Linked DNA regions of Ostrinia nubilalis: region 2 is linked to region 1. The links are chromatin contacts, called in public Hi-C maps. All regions are on one chromosome and are shown on one strand. The core of a region is the stretch at or near the end of the contact, and the rest is flanking DNA. Distances in the headings are between cores, read along the strand shown.

Evidence for each region. A called contact is a pair of places that touch in the nucleus more often than the background predicts.
Region 2: a Hi-C map of whole body shows a contact between it and region 1, with 2.5 times the contacts expected there. The contact joins the promoter of LOC135075133 here to the promoter of LOC135075131 in region 1. A contact is called at or near these places in 2 of 5 Hi-C or Micro-C datasets (whole body and whole larva).

Annotation. Positions count from the first base shown.
Region 1 is chr10:8,487,168-8,493,929 of ilOstNubi1.1, reverse strand. LOC135075131 (ribosome biogenesis protein WDR12 homolog) reads right to left here and starts at 2,176. Exons shown (of 9, transcript XM_063969478.1): 1 at 2,008-2,176; 2 at 1,626-1,925; 3 at 1,363-1,503. The coding sequence starts at 2,066. It overlaps LOC135075127 (a long non-coding RNA gene), which reads right to left and starts at 3,506. Exons shown (of 2, transcript XR_010257968.1): 1 at 3,414-3,506; 2 at 2,969-3,214.
Region 2 is chr10:8,703,884-8,710,618 of ilOstNubi1.1, reverse strand. LOC135075133 (tRNA N(3)-methylcytidine methyltransferase Mettl2) reads right to left here and starts at 3,967. Exons shown (of 4, transcript XM_063969480.1): 1 at 3,801-3,967; 2 at 3,413-3,565; 3 at 2,873-3,286; 4 at 2,347-2,734. The coding sequence starts at 3,889. The coding sequence ends at 2,422. It overlaps LOC135075134 (cytochrome P450 CYP12A2-like), which reads left to right. Exons shown (of 9, transcript XM_063969481.1): 5 at 84-200; 6 at 276-539; 7 at 663-822; 8 at 1,545-1,754; 9 at 1,919-2,427. The coding sequence ends at 2,245.

The DNA.
Region 1 (6,762 bases), core at 927-3,426:
TTTGATCCTCTAAAAACTAATTGATCTTTTTTGTATGTGCACTTTTAAAAATAAATGATGTTTTTTATTATATTTTATCTTTATATTAATTATTGGATCTATATTAGTTGATCTACGGATAAATTATGAATGATCTTTATTTAAGGTAACATAATATTTATGTTTAACATACTCTTTTAATATTTGGTAAACAAAAATAATATTTGATCCTCTTTTTTAGTTATTGATCTTTAATTTTGTTAATTTGATGATTTTTATATCAAGTTTGCCTTTTAATATTGATCACCTAATAAATATATTTCGATCTAAGTATAACTTAACTTTAAAATATATTCGATCTAACTAAAAATATTATTGGTTAATATTTTTAATTATAAAATATCTTTTAATTTACGCGGTACTTTGTGGTTGAGTGACAATCGTCCGTCATTGGTCGTTTACTGAGTTGGCCAAGGGCTTAGCGGCCAATAAGCAAGCAGAATAGTACATTGCCATGTTTGTTTAAATTACAAGCTTTGCTTAGTTTGGGATAATTTCTTACTTCTGGCATCCCTGAACCCGACATCATAATTTTTACCTTTTTATTTTTTTTTTTCAAATCGCAAGGCTGATTTTCTCTTAGTATACCGATCACGACCGTGATCAGTGACCATAGATTCATCTGTCAATGGGTCGATTAGACCCGATAAAAGCACTAAACGATATTTTTTTACTTTTAGTGCGACGTCGGGTCGTAAGGACCTGATAAGTTTTTTTTCCAAATATTTACTGTGTTTGACGAAACAATTGCAAAACAATATTTATTTTCGTACTACTGAAATGACCGAATATATCCATCCCGCACCAACGCATCCAGCACCTAAGGTCAATTCGACCCGATAACGCAGTGTGAACCTGTTAAGTATGCTTTTTTTAATAAAAAAATAAATCTTTGAACATCAAGTGCCTTTAAATAGTTTCCATCCTTTGACTACAACTTAATAAAAATAAGTACCTACCATAACATAATTATTTTGAAGATTATTTGCTATAGACAAAAAAAAATTTATACAAATCGAATTATTTAAAAAAGTATCACAATATTGAATATTTGGTGCTCATTTCTCTTATTTTTGAGGACCAACAAGTAACGATCAGACATAAATTTTACATCTCAAAAATGTTTTGCGTAGTTCAAAAGAGGTTAAAATATCGATCGATTTCATTTATTTTATATCTCAAAGAAAGAGGATCAATCATTAAAATTAATGACCATTTAGATTTTTTTATTTGCCGTTTTTGCTAATTTAAAAAGATCATTTAAATACATGCCATATTATAATGTAGACAAAAATTAAATTCATGTTTAGTTATGTTACTTACCTCACAAATACAGCTTTATCTCCAACAAAAGAAGCCCAAGAGACTGCCTTGACTGGTGAGGTGTGGCCTGGGATGGCCAGCTTGTGTTGACCTTTATTGCTCCAAATATGAATGCTGTTATCATAGCTGCCTGAGAGAATCCTGCAAAATCAAAAATTATCTTACTTAGCCACAATTCCTTCTTAAAACTTAGTTACAGATAAAGTAGGTATAAAATGATCAGTATTGCAATGTAAATAAGCTGCTCTACTTGAATATCTTACCAATTGCCATATGCCTGCACAGCTGACACCCAGTCATCGTGCATCAAACAATCTTGAGGAGCTGGTGCTGGAAACCTCTCTAAATATTCGATTTCTAAAGTTTCTTCTGTAGATGCACTTTTCTCTTGCAAGTGCTCCGCAAGGGTCGTGCAAAGGAGTTCTCCACATACTAGGAAATCGAATTCTACCGCCTTTTCAAGAGCAGCATTGGTCTCCTTCAGGAGAGCATTAACCAGAGTATTGAGGTCTGATGATTGAACATTGCTTTGTATAGCATAAGGACTATCGGGAACTGCATACCTGTATTAATTAACAAACAATAACATTAGTAACACGTTTGTAGCCTGTAAACCACGCCGGTAAACAAACGTATATTACTTACTGCTCCTGTTTCGTTACAAAGCGCACTTGTAGCTGAACTTCAGCTAAATCTGCAGCCATTTTAAGCGCTACTACTGATTAAAATTCCTGTAAAATTGTTAATTTACGAAAAGGAAAACATTAAAAACACCAACTGCAAGCATGGACCAAATACCACAGACAATTTTACTTTGACGTTTGTGGATGAACTGTCACTCTGACAATTCTAAAATAGAGTCATACACATATCGATAATAGTTTATCGAGAACCGGTTTTTAAAAATCATTTGGAAAATGCTTGTCAAGCTTTAAAACGTACAACTTCCGCTTTGAAGCTAATAAAACTCTTAAAAATATGGTTTTAAAGCGGTCAGTAAACATGCCATCTGCAATAATCCACAAGTGCTGCAACAAGTTTGTTACCACTCCATCGCATTATTATATCTTTGATTTTTTTTTTTTTATTTCTTTTAAGCTCATTGGTTCCGAAACAAACCATGTAAAGTCCGATTTTTAATTCGACGGAATTCTGACAGCTGTCATTTTTTGAAAATTCAGATGTAATAAGCCTTTTTTGCTTAGAATTAATAATAGAACTGTTTTGCATTACAACAAAACAGTTATTATGTGTAGAATAAAACACAGCGTTCTGTTGAGAGAGCTGTCTATGATCTTTGCCTTATTTTAGTCTATGGTATAAGAAAACTTACCAATTGTCTCTGCTTTATCATCTAGTTTACCTTCTTCATACACCAGCTGGCACCACTTTCTATGGAAATTGGTGATCTGTCAACTTGACATTTCATAGTCGTCCAACACCAGCAAGCACTTGCTGGAACGCTGTGTTTTATTCTACACATAATAACTGTTTTGTTGTAATGCAAAACAGTTCTATTATGTGCCTTAATAAAACACAGCGTTCTGTTGAGACCTGTTTGTTATCTGCTGGTGTCAAGCACAAACGCTATGTGATATAAAATGTATTAAGAATGAAAGAATATAAAGAAGTTTAATATCACAATACAAAATAATACATTAAACAACTTATTGTACTCTCTGAGAAGCAGACGAACCAATAAGAAACTTATTAAACAAATAACCAGTCTTTAGGTTAAATAACTCAAATTATTTAGGACATCTCCTTGAGATCAACATTATGTCATTAACTTCTTATCAACCAATAAAATCATTCTGGTACTTATGGTAGGTTAATAGTAAGATCTCCCCATCTGAAAATATAAATATGTATAAACATAAACATTTTTTCATCTTGAACAATTAAAACATTACTAAAAACTCGTTATGAATAACATAACATTAAACAATTAACTATTAATAACATGCTTGTAAAATTATAAACTCATAAATACAAGATGTTATTGTTCCTTCGTAGGTCTCTGCAGTAATATTTCATAAAGGTATACATACCCCCACCTCCAATTAAATATTGGGGGTCTTATCAACTACTCTCTTGTCCAGCCAGTATCTGGATGTTACTGCAGACCAAACACTTCATGGAGAAGCAAATATTCACTGCACTTCTTGGAGAAGTAATTATTCACTAAAAATGATCTTAATCCAATTTGTAATATTTGACCTGGAAAACAGGCGTTATCATATTGTTTATGGAAATAAACAAATTTCACACATAACTCTGGGGTCTCCATTAAAATGAAGTCTTTATCAGCTCACTAATATGAAACTACAGGACATAATTATGCGCTCATCTGGGTGCTTAGCAGTCAGAGACAGTCTGTAGGTGGTTGAATCAGATTCAGATCCAAATATCAGCCAAAATGCTGACGTCATGTCTATAGCGGGGAGGTTCTGGGCCCCCCCCGCAAAACAACCCTAGATACGCCAATGTCACAATGTGATCATATTCTGATACTTCAACAAAGTAATCCTGTAATGTGTCCAAAGGAATGAGATCATGGATTCTTCGATCTGAAGCAAGAAGAAGAATGAGAGCTGTTTATCAAGTAAAATTCAATGCTAGAAGAAAGTCCAGCAGCCGGCAACCAGTCAAATTAATTCCAGTAATTTAATACTAAAGACCGGTGATCTCGGTGTACTTGGCCTTGCAAGTGAAATGGCCTTAAGGAACTGATGTACAAAAGGTAAAGGTAGATACAACTGACCTAAGTATCAGTTTTGTACTGCAAGTTTTTTCTGTAAAAACAGCTTGGCTAACAGCAGCGCTATAGTAACGGCGTAAAACATCTTTCATCTTCGAATCGGTAACCCAAAAATCCTGGGGGGCACCAGACCAGACCATTCTGGGGTGCCATAGCCCCCGGGGGGGCGGATATATATGGGGGGTACGGACCGCCCCGCGCGCCAAGCCACGCTACGCCGCCACTGGCTACCACATCACTACCAGTTGGTAACTTGTGGTCAATGCTGTGAGATTGACCCACATAATGCATCTTATGATTGCTCCTTCCACCACCAATTTTAAATTTTGGAGAGATAACTTATCTACTTGTTGTAGACTAGGGTCTCTAACAGATCCTTTATTAGCACTGGGGCCGATGTTATTAGAATGTATGTTCCGTCTGCCATTCAAGTATGGTAACGTCTGTAGCTGGGAGGTGAAAACACTCATCCAGCTGATAATCCCAGAGACGGCTGAAGGGCGTCATAAAGAATCAGAGTTCTGATCTATTTGCCTTAATGTGGTACAAAAGATGGATAATACTATTTATTAGCTAATTTTCAATTATAATTTTACTTGTTTATTTAAGGAACACAAACAGTATAATTTTATTTAATATTTAACATCCATCTTTTGAGTCCAGTGTAACATAGTTAATACTACTGCCGTGGCCCTGGAAGCCAATAAGTCTATTTTGGGACACCCCTACATAATGAATATAGCCTCTGTGGCCGGGGGTACTAATGGATTCTAACTGGAACAAACAAGTCTCTGTCTGCGACTCCCCATACACTGAGTATGGCCTCCGCGGCCTGGGGTACTAATATATTCTAAATGGAAGCAAACAAGTCTCTGTCTGGGACTCCCCATACACTGAGTATGGCCTCCGCGGCCTGGGGTACTAATAGATTCCACCTGGGTACTACTCGACCCTTTGATGTTACAGGTGGTCTGGGATACCGTGCCTATGGCCCGGTCTGCAATCCCATCTCCTGGTAGATAACAAGCCGACAGCGTCATGTCGAGCTGTTCGGTCAAGTTCATGAGCTTGGTGGTCAATTTGAGGAGGGCCCGTGATCGAGTACCTCCTTCGTTTCTGACTGTGTCTGTGTCAGAATGTGACCTTCAGGAGCTTGGTGGTCAATTTGAGGAGGGCCCGTGATCGAGTACCTCCTTCGTTTCTGACTGTGTCTGTGTCAGAATGTGACCTTCAGGAGCTTGGTGGTTAATTTGAGGAGGGCCCGTGATCGAGTACCTCCTTCTATCAGGATGTGAACTTCATTCAATCGATCCTGATGACTTAATGCTACATCTCCATCGCATTGGAGTGTCATCATCACTAGTAAAAATATATATGTATTTTTCAAAAGTAAATGCCAACATTACATTTTAGGTGTGCGTTGTAACACTGACCTGTAAAATTTTTGTAAAGTACTGTCTATTTTCCTTCTCTGACCTTTAATCTACTGTTATAATAATATTTTCGAAAAAAATAATTAGCAACCCTAGTTGAACGCCCCACTACGCATCCGCTGCGTCTGTGGACTTGGAAGTCTGTGACTTCTTTTCGCCGCAACGGCTTTGAACTAAAGTCTATGGCGTCTATACCTCTTAAAATCCTCTCAGAAACAGCTGCATACTATTGTGTATTTAGTTGACATTGACAGTTTATAATATTGTAACTAATTGTGGGTATACAAATAATAAATCAGTTATGCTTTGACTTGAGTTGATGTTGTATCTTTCACATACCATACCTATTGCTTGAAGAGAGACGTCCTCCGGGGACAGTCAATGTTGCAGTTGGCAAATGTATAAATAATTTTTTTTTTTTTTTTTTTTTTTTGAAATAAAGTCCCAAGTTTTTGAGCTTGTCTTAGTGCACAAATAAGATCCCAGTCCTTTAAGATATTTAGAGACATTATTCTGCCATGATGTTTCTGAGAGTATTCCAGGCTTGGGAATTTAGGATCTTTGTGTTGGCTCTATTTACTTGCGATTGACATGCAAAAAAAATAAGGTTTCTGAAAGTCTCAGTGTCTATGAGACATGAGCGATTAAGACAGATCTGTTCTGATGACCCAATAGAATAAATTATATTTTCAGTATATTATTACTCAAATGCCACTGGCACGAGGAGTTTCCGCAACTCCACTTGACACCGCTGAGAAAAATCTGCAGTGCCGAAGACAAAATAAATGGCAGGGCTTCAGTTGTAAGATTCCTTGGAGGAAACGCCTGTGAGTCTCTGCTCTGGCAGATGAAAGTAAGTGTTCTGAGAGTTGACCTTCACTAACCGGTCGTGCATTGTGATCCTGAAGAAGATCTACATACTATTTCAGAAACTAGATAAAAAAGTCTTATCGCAACATGAGCATAAAGCCCATCTTTGAAAAGAAACATTGTTTCTATTAACTTTTTTAAGTAGGTATACTCGCATATTGTTTAATTTAAATATGATAAGGAGTTCAACCAGATCTGTGACCCACCCATGACTAGGTTGGGGGAGCCTTTTGTAATGTTGTACGAAGGTTAATATTAGCAATTACCTTAAACAGTGCTCGCGTTCATTAAAAAGATTCCGCTCTTTTTTCCACAAAGAATTGCATTGTGGTTTCA
Region 2 (6,735 bases), core at 2,718-5,217, 210 kb before region 1:
AATATAACGTAACGATATCATCGATATACACAAAGTAGATTTGGCAATGGGCGAAAAAATGTCACCACTATTTTATTTCCCAGACAAGGGGAGAAATGGCGTGATTTCCGTACGAAAGTAAATCCGGCGTTACTGAAACCAAAACTTGTCAAATTATACGCTCCAGGGCTTGAACAGATAGCTGAAGATTCAATTGCAAGGTAGACAAAAATATACTTGGACGAAATTAATAGTTTTACCTAGATTCAACATCAAAATTATGATCTAATTTTCAGGTTACTCAGATTTAAAGATGAGCCTAAAGAATTCAGTTCAGAAATAACCAAATGGTCGTTAGAATCAGTGGCCCTAGTTGGACTAGGAAATAGACTAGGCTGTCTTCAAGACAATTTACCAGCAGACCACCCTAGCCAGAAACTAATGTATTGCTCGAAGACCATCGCAGATCTAATGTTCAAACTGGAATTTATACCAAATTGGAACAAGGAAAAGTCTACAAATTTCAAGAAAATGATGGAGATGTATGACCTACAGTGGGAGTAAGTGCCTTCAAAATAATGCTTTAGGTTTTAGATACAAGTTAAAATTGAAATAAAAATCTTGTTTGCTTGTATATTCGTGGTAACTTTTGGTTTAGATTGATAAACGAATAACATTTTTAGTGTAAGCGAAATGTATATCAATCAAGCGAAAAAGCAAATTCGTGAGAGAGGTCACGACGTGCCCGACGAAGACCAAAGCATTCTGGAGAAATTGCTTGCTATAGATGAGAGGGTGGCGGTTATGATGGCAAACGAAATGCTTTTAGCTGGAATTGATACGGTAAGCGTATTACTACTAAGCAATCGCATATTTAAACTTCTTTAACTGCTAGATAGGTACCTACATGGGCGTAGCCAGCCATGGGCTCAGGGTAGTAGAATGGGCCTTTATCTACAGGGTGTTAGGTAAATGGGTATATGATCCGACACTAGCCCATGTTAACATGGTCATATAAATGGTATGGTGAAGTCAGAAATTTGATATCATCATTTTATTTTTTTTAATTTTCATACAAAATTAATTTTATAAAATCCGATTTGTATGATAAATAAAATAATTAAAACGAAGATATCAATTTTCTGACTTCACCATACCATTTATATGACCATGTTAACATGGGCTAGTGTCGGCTCATATACCCATTTACCTAACACCCTGTATATATATAAAAGAAAGTCGTGTTAGTTACTCCACTTATAACTCAAGAACGGCTGAACCGATTTAGCTGAAAATTGTCAGGGAGGTAGTTTAGAGCCAGGAGAAGGACATAGGATACTTTTTATCCCGTTCGAAATTTAAAAAAAAAGTCTGCTTATTTATTGCCATTAAGGCGGAACAAAGTTCGCCGGGTCAGCTAGTGTAAAATAAACGAGGCATTATTAGTTGATAACTATAGGTGCAATCTTTAAAAATGTGATCTGCAATCACGTTTTGATTGTACTTATCACGGAAGGATCCCTTGTCTAGTTAAACATTTATACCCTCATAATTTTTGAATACAGGTGGCGTTTACAGTTACCGGTCTTTTATACCATCTGGCCATAAACCAAGAAGCGCAAGAGAAAGTTCGTCGAGAGATACGCGAGCAGAAAAGCGCGCGATATTTAAAAGCTTGTTTGAAAGAGTCCATGAGGCTGATGCCAATATTACCTGGCAATCTACGCCAAACATCGAAGGAACATGTAGTAGGCGGATATCTGATTCCAAAAGGGGTAAGGAAGGATTAAAGTAACAAGTATATGAATTTCAGTAATTTCTTATAATTTGGTGTTGATCTGCTCCTTATCTTTCTTCTACATTAATACAAGAAAATGTATAGTCAGTTTTGAAGAAAAATATTCTAGTTTGTGATATTATTAAAACTTTAATTTTCTAGGTATTCGCTGTAACGCCTAATGAGAATTTATCAAAATCGGAGAAACACTATGTCCGAGCAAAGGAATTCATCCCAGAAAGGTGGTTGGCTGAAAAATCGGATCCTTTGTATCATGGCAACACTCATCCTATGGTAACGTTACCATTCGGATTCGGAGTGAGATCTTGTATTGGTCGACGAATTGCTGAATTGGAAATAGAGATATTTACAAAGAAGTTGTTGAACACAGTCAGAGTTACTTGGACTGGACCACCATTGCAAGTAATTACCAAACTTATGAATGAATTTAGGACTCCATATCATTTCAAATTTGAAAATATTGATTAGTTAATTAGTTGTCCCTGTCTGGCTTAGCGTTTTTACAGTTATATCTTTAGTTTTTACTGTGAATTAATAGATAAAGCTAATCAGTAAATAAATAATTCGCATTTCAATTATTCTTAATTTGTATACGTTTTAATGAAATTATGTACATCTTACCAATATAATGAAATATGTGTAAACTATAACGGTTTTCTATATTTTCCTTGTATCCAAACTCTGTACATGGTCAACATCTTCCCTCTATTCACTTGGAGTCTCCTGTCAATCAAGTTTTGTTCTTCCAGAAACCCAGCATCTTTAAATAATTTTGCCACTTCCTCTTGAGTAAAAAAGTACACTTTAGTGTTGTCTCCTCTGGCATAGAAGTTGTCAGATATACAGCGTCCTTTCTTAAATCTTAGCTGTGCAAGGTCATACTGGCCGTAGTCACGAAACACAACTAAACCACCAGGTTTCAAGTATTTGTAAATGTTGTTGATGACAATTTGCATTCTGAAATAAGAGACAAATTAAAAGTTATTTATAATTCAGTTTTATTTATATTTGTATTACTGCGAATATGTGTGTCCTATTTTAATACACTTTTCTTTATCTCTTTCATATAATTAGTTATTAGAATAGTGTACTCACTTTGAAGGATCTATGGCAGATAGTACAAATATCAAGACAATAATGTCCAATGTGTTTTCTTCAAACGGCACCTCCCATTCCTTACTAGTTGCATCCAATACAAACACATTGCATCTCTTGGTGTCATATAGTTCATTTTGCTGCATTATTTCAATTGCTTTTGATGAGAAATCGCACCCATAAATGAATAAGTTCGGATCAGTACTGTATTGCAAAATTGGGAATATTGTATTTCCTACACCACAGCCAATTTCAAATATTAATCTTTTTGAATCAGTATTTGGAACAGCAGGTTTATCAATCTCTGAAATTTTATTATCGTTATCATTTGCATAAACTCTTTGAGGTGCTGCAGTATAATCTGGGGCTAGTTCAGGAAACTCAGTGAATAGCCAGTGGCGGTCTTTGAAGAATCTAGAATGTAATACAAAAACTAAGTTAAAAATTGTTAATAGGAAATGGGGTTAAAAGTATTTATTTAGCCATCCATAGCAAATTATTTTCATTATTCTTATTAAATAAATCCTATTATTTTTGTACCTGTTTTGATGAATATCATAGAAAGCATCCCAATGTTTGTCAGCATTTACATCCAAATCTTTTAGGCGATCTTCAGAGAATGTCACTTTAGAGTTCAGTTCCACTTTCTCTTTGGCCGCTTTTTCCTGATCCTCATCCCACTGGACATTGTCCCTGAAAATAACAAAATTAGTTATTTATCAAATATTCTTTGAAAGTACCTACATAATAATGTCAGAAGAAGCCCAGTACCAAGCATTGAAAAGGTACACATTATTTTTGTCTTCTAAGAATCTGGAGCCTCCAGGAGGCTTTTTTCTGTGCCTAGTCTTTTCTAGATCTGGTTTTATTGTGGCATTATCGGCACAACTAGATCTAGAACAGTGTCTTAGTAAAGAAGATACGATACCACGCGTTATGTTTGAAGACCTCGTCAACATTCTCCAAGATGCGATTCCCAAACTGTGGTCTTTTTTCACTTGTACTTGAGTCATCCATTACATATAATTATTCAATATTATTAAGTTTTTCATAAATAAATAAAGTAAAACTTTAAAGTTTATAGGTTATGTTCTATCGTAAGTTCGTAACAAACAGCTGTCAGTTGTCACTGTCAAAAAGTAACCACAAAACGTCCCGTCAAAGTCAAATCAAAATTTCGAATGGATTCCATTATTTTAACGTTCGACTAATCATTTCCGGTTAACCATAGATATGAAATAAAAGTAACCTTAGATTTATTTCATAGATGTCGCTAAAAGTATCTTTACACATTTTCCAACTTTTCTTTATAATTTCCAAAAGAGATAGGTATAGATGACCCACGCTGAACTGTCCCACCAAACTCAATGACAGGGGGGCGCCACCATCGTTCAACTATATGGTTTCCAACATGGCAAAAATCGGAACCAGCGATCCGGTATTGACGGTGGCGCCCCACTGTCAATGTCATCGATAGGACAGTTCAGTATTTTGGAACTATAATTTGCCTTTGCACAGATAAATTTCGACGATTTGCCAATCATTTTATTAACTAAACTTATATTAAATACATTATAAGATTTATTTCCACGCTCGGCAGTTTGTCATCGCACACGAATTTACCATTTCGTCAATCCTTAAAACAATTTAAAAGGGTAGTATTTAAACGAGTGACTGTAAATTTATGTTGTAAGTGTCAAAAATAATTAATGTGGGCTAAAGAATTACTAAGTGAGCGACAGAGTGCGAGTGACGAAAAATCAAAAGAATAGCAACTTACAAAAAAAAAATGAGTTCCTTAAAATACAAAATGAGAAGCTTCATAATATTTGAGCGACCTAATATTTGATTGAGTGTCAACGTTAGGACCTGCATTTTTTTCAATATTTGGCAAATGCTTTTTTTATACTGAGCGGTATTTTTAACTTTAATGAAGTGTTTCGAATGCAAAAACTACTTTGAAAAATACTGTTATGAGCAGGGTATTATGAGCCCACATTTAAATAAAAAATGATCTTATGAAATAAATATTTGACGGAACACTATTCTAGTAGCGAAAAAAATAAATCATTAAGATTTAAGGGTAGGTACTAGGTAATCAAATGAAACAATGTATTACGAAAAATGAAATAAATTTGTATTTTCTTAAATCGAATCAACAAAAAAAAAACAAAATAAAATAAGTCGCTTCTGTCAACCCAAAAAAAAAAAGTTATCTTATTAATAAGGTTCATTAATTGGTACCTATGATGATTGAGGAGCTCTACCTACTCATCGTCACTGTATGATAAGTGCTGGCTTGGACAGAGCGGGCCGGCCTCGTTTTCTTTTTCGTCCAATAGGTATCACTTTTGCTTCCAGTGGCGGTGTTGTTAGTTTGAGCCGAATTGCTAGACCCAAAACGTGTTTGCATACATATTTTGTTAAAAATTCGGGACAGTCGCCCCGCCCCCATTCGAATTCGCGCGCTGTAACAATCTGTAGTTTTCATTAATAAAGCGTATCAAAATAAAAAATATGAGACCTCAAATATAATATCAGTAACCAATAATCATTAATAAAGCAGCTCACAAAACTTTGCTTAGAATTAACTTTTTTGTAGTTCGTTCAGTAAAACCTCAATTAGAAAAATCTAATGTATCTTCATATTAAAGTTGCCCTCTCTGTATTTCTAGTCGCTCACTCAGTAATTTAGTCGCCCGGATAGTATTTTTATGTCTGAAATGTAATAATCAAAACCCACATTTTGTGAGCTCGTTCTGGATTTTATTATTGATCAATATTCGTCGTTAGTTTGATAAATTTTTCGCTTACTCAAATTCATACCGCTCAAGGTATTAAAACAGTATGCCATCATCAGTCGCAAAGTTTTTTTTTAGTCGCTCGTTTTATAATTCCCCAATTTAAAATACCACTTTCTTAAATTAAAGGTATAGGTAAATTAAATTAACTTAAATTGCATAATAATATGTGGGTGGGTACTTATTTAAAAAAAAAATATGTAAAAGGGTTAAAACTATGTTCATGTTTATTTCATATGGAACACAGAGCGTACCTAGGTAACTAAGAAGTAGTGCGATGGCATTTGAGATTCTCTCTGTACACGAAGAAACATCCAATTTGCTATCGAATTTCAAGTTATTGCTCCATAAAAGACGTTAGATGCTGTACTCTGATCAAAGTAAACATCATAAAAACGATTCCATGGGTCATTAACGACTCCCACAAACGAAATAGTCTACATGTTGAATTTTATATTGCGTTTTGGAAGTTCAGATGGACATGGATTCGCGAATTTCGCGAGTCCATATCCGTAATGGGAGCAACATCTTAAAGATAGATGAAGTACCTAAACCTTTGATTAGCAATAATAATTTATTATGAACCTATATAATCTATCTATCATAATCTATAACTTAAATTATGTGAGTACCTACTTACTTAGAGTAGGTAAGTTTTAAGTTACGGTAGGACCAGCAAAAATTTTATAGCATTATGAAACTCTGCAACTAGATGGAACTGAAATCTAAAATATTCTCTTCGTTTCGTATAAAATTTTAAAGGTGCTCTTTCAAGCCTCAGTTTTTCAGGAAAACTTTAAATTAAAGTTTTCCATCATGTTTGCATTGCATATTGTTCGTAACGAAGAAGTTAATGTAGATTTAGAAGTAGAAGAACCAGGACTTGCTTTTTATATGACAAACTTTACCATACTTAAAATTATTTTAACCGTTAGACATTTTCCAAACAAACTTACTATATTGCAAAAAGCGTAAAGAATGGATGAATCTTTTTATTTAATTAAGTAGTCATCCCGCTGAAGCGCGTAGAAGCACCAGGCAATGATTAAGTAAATGGATCTT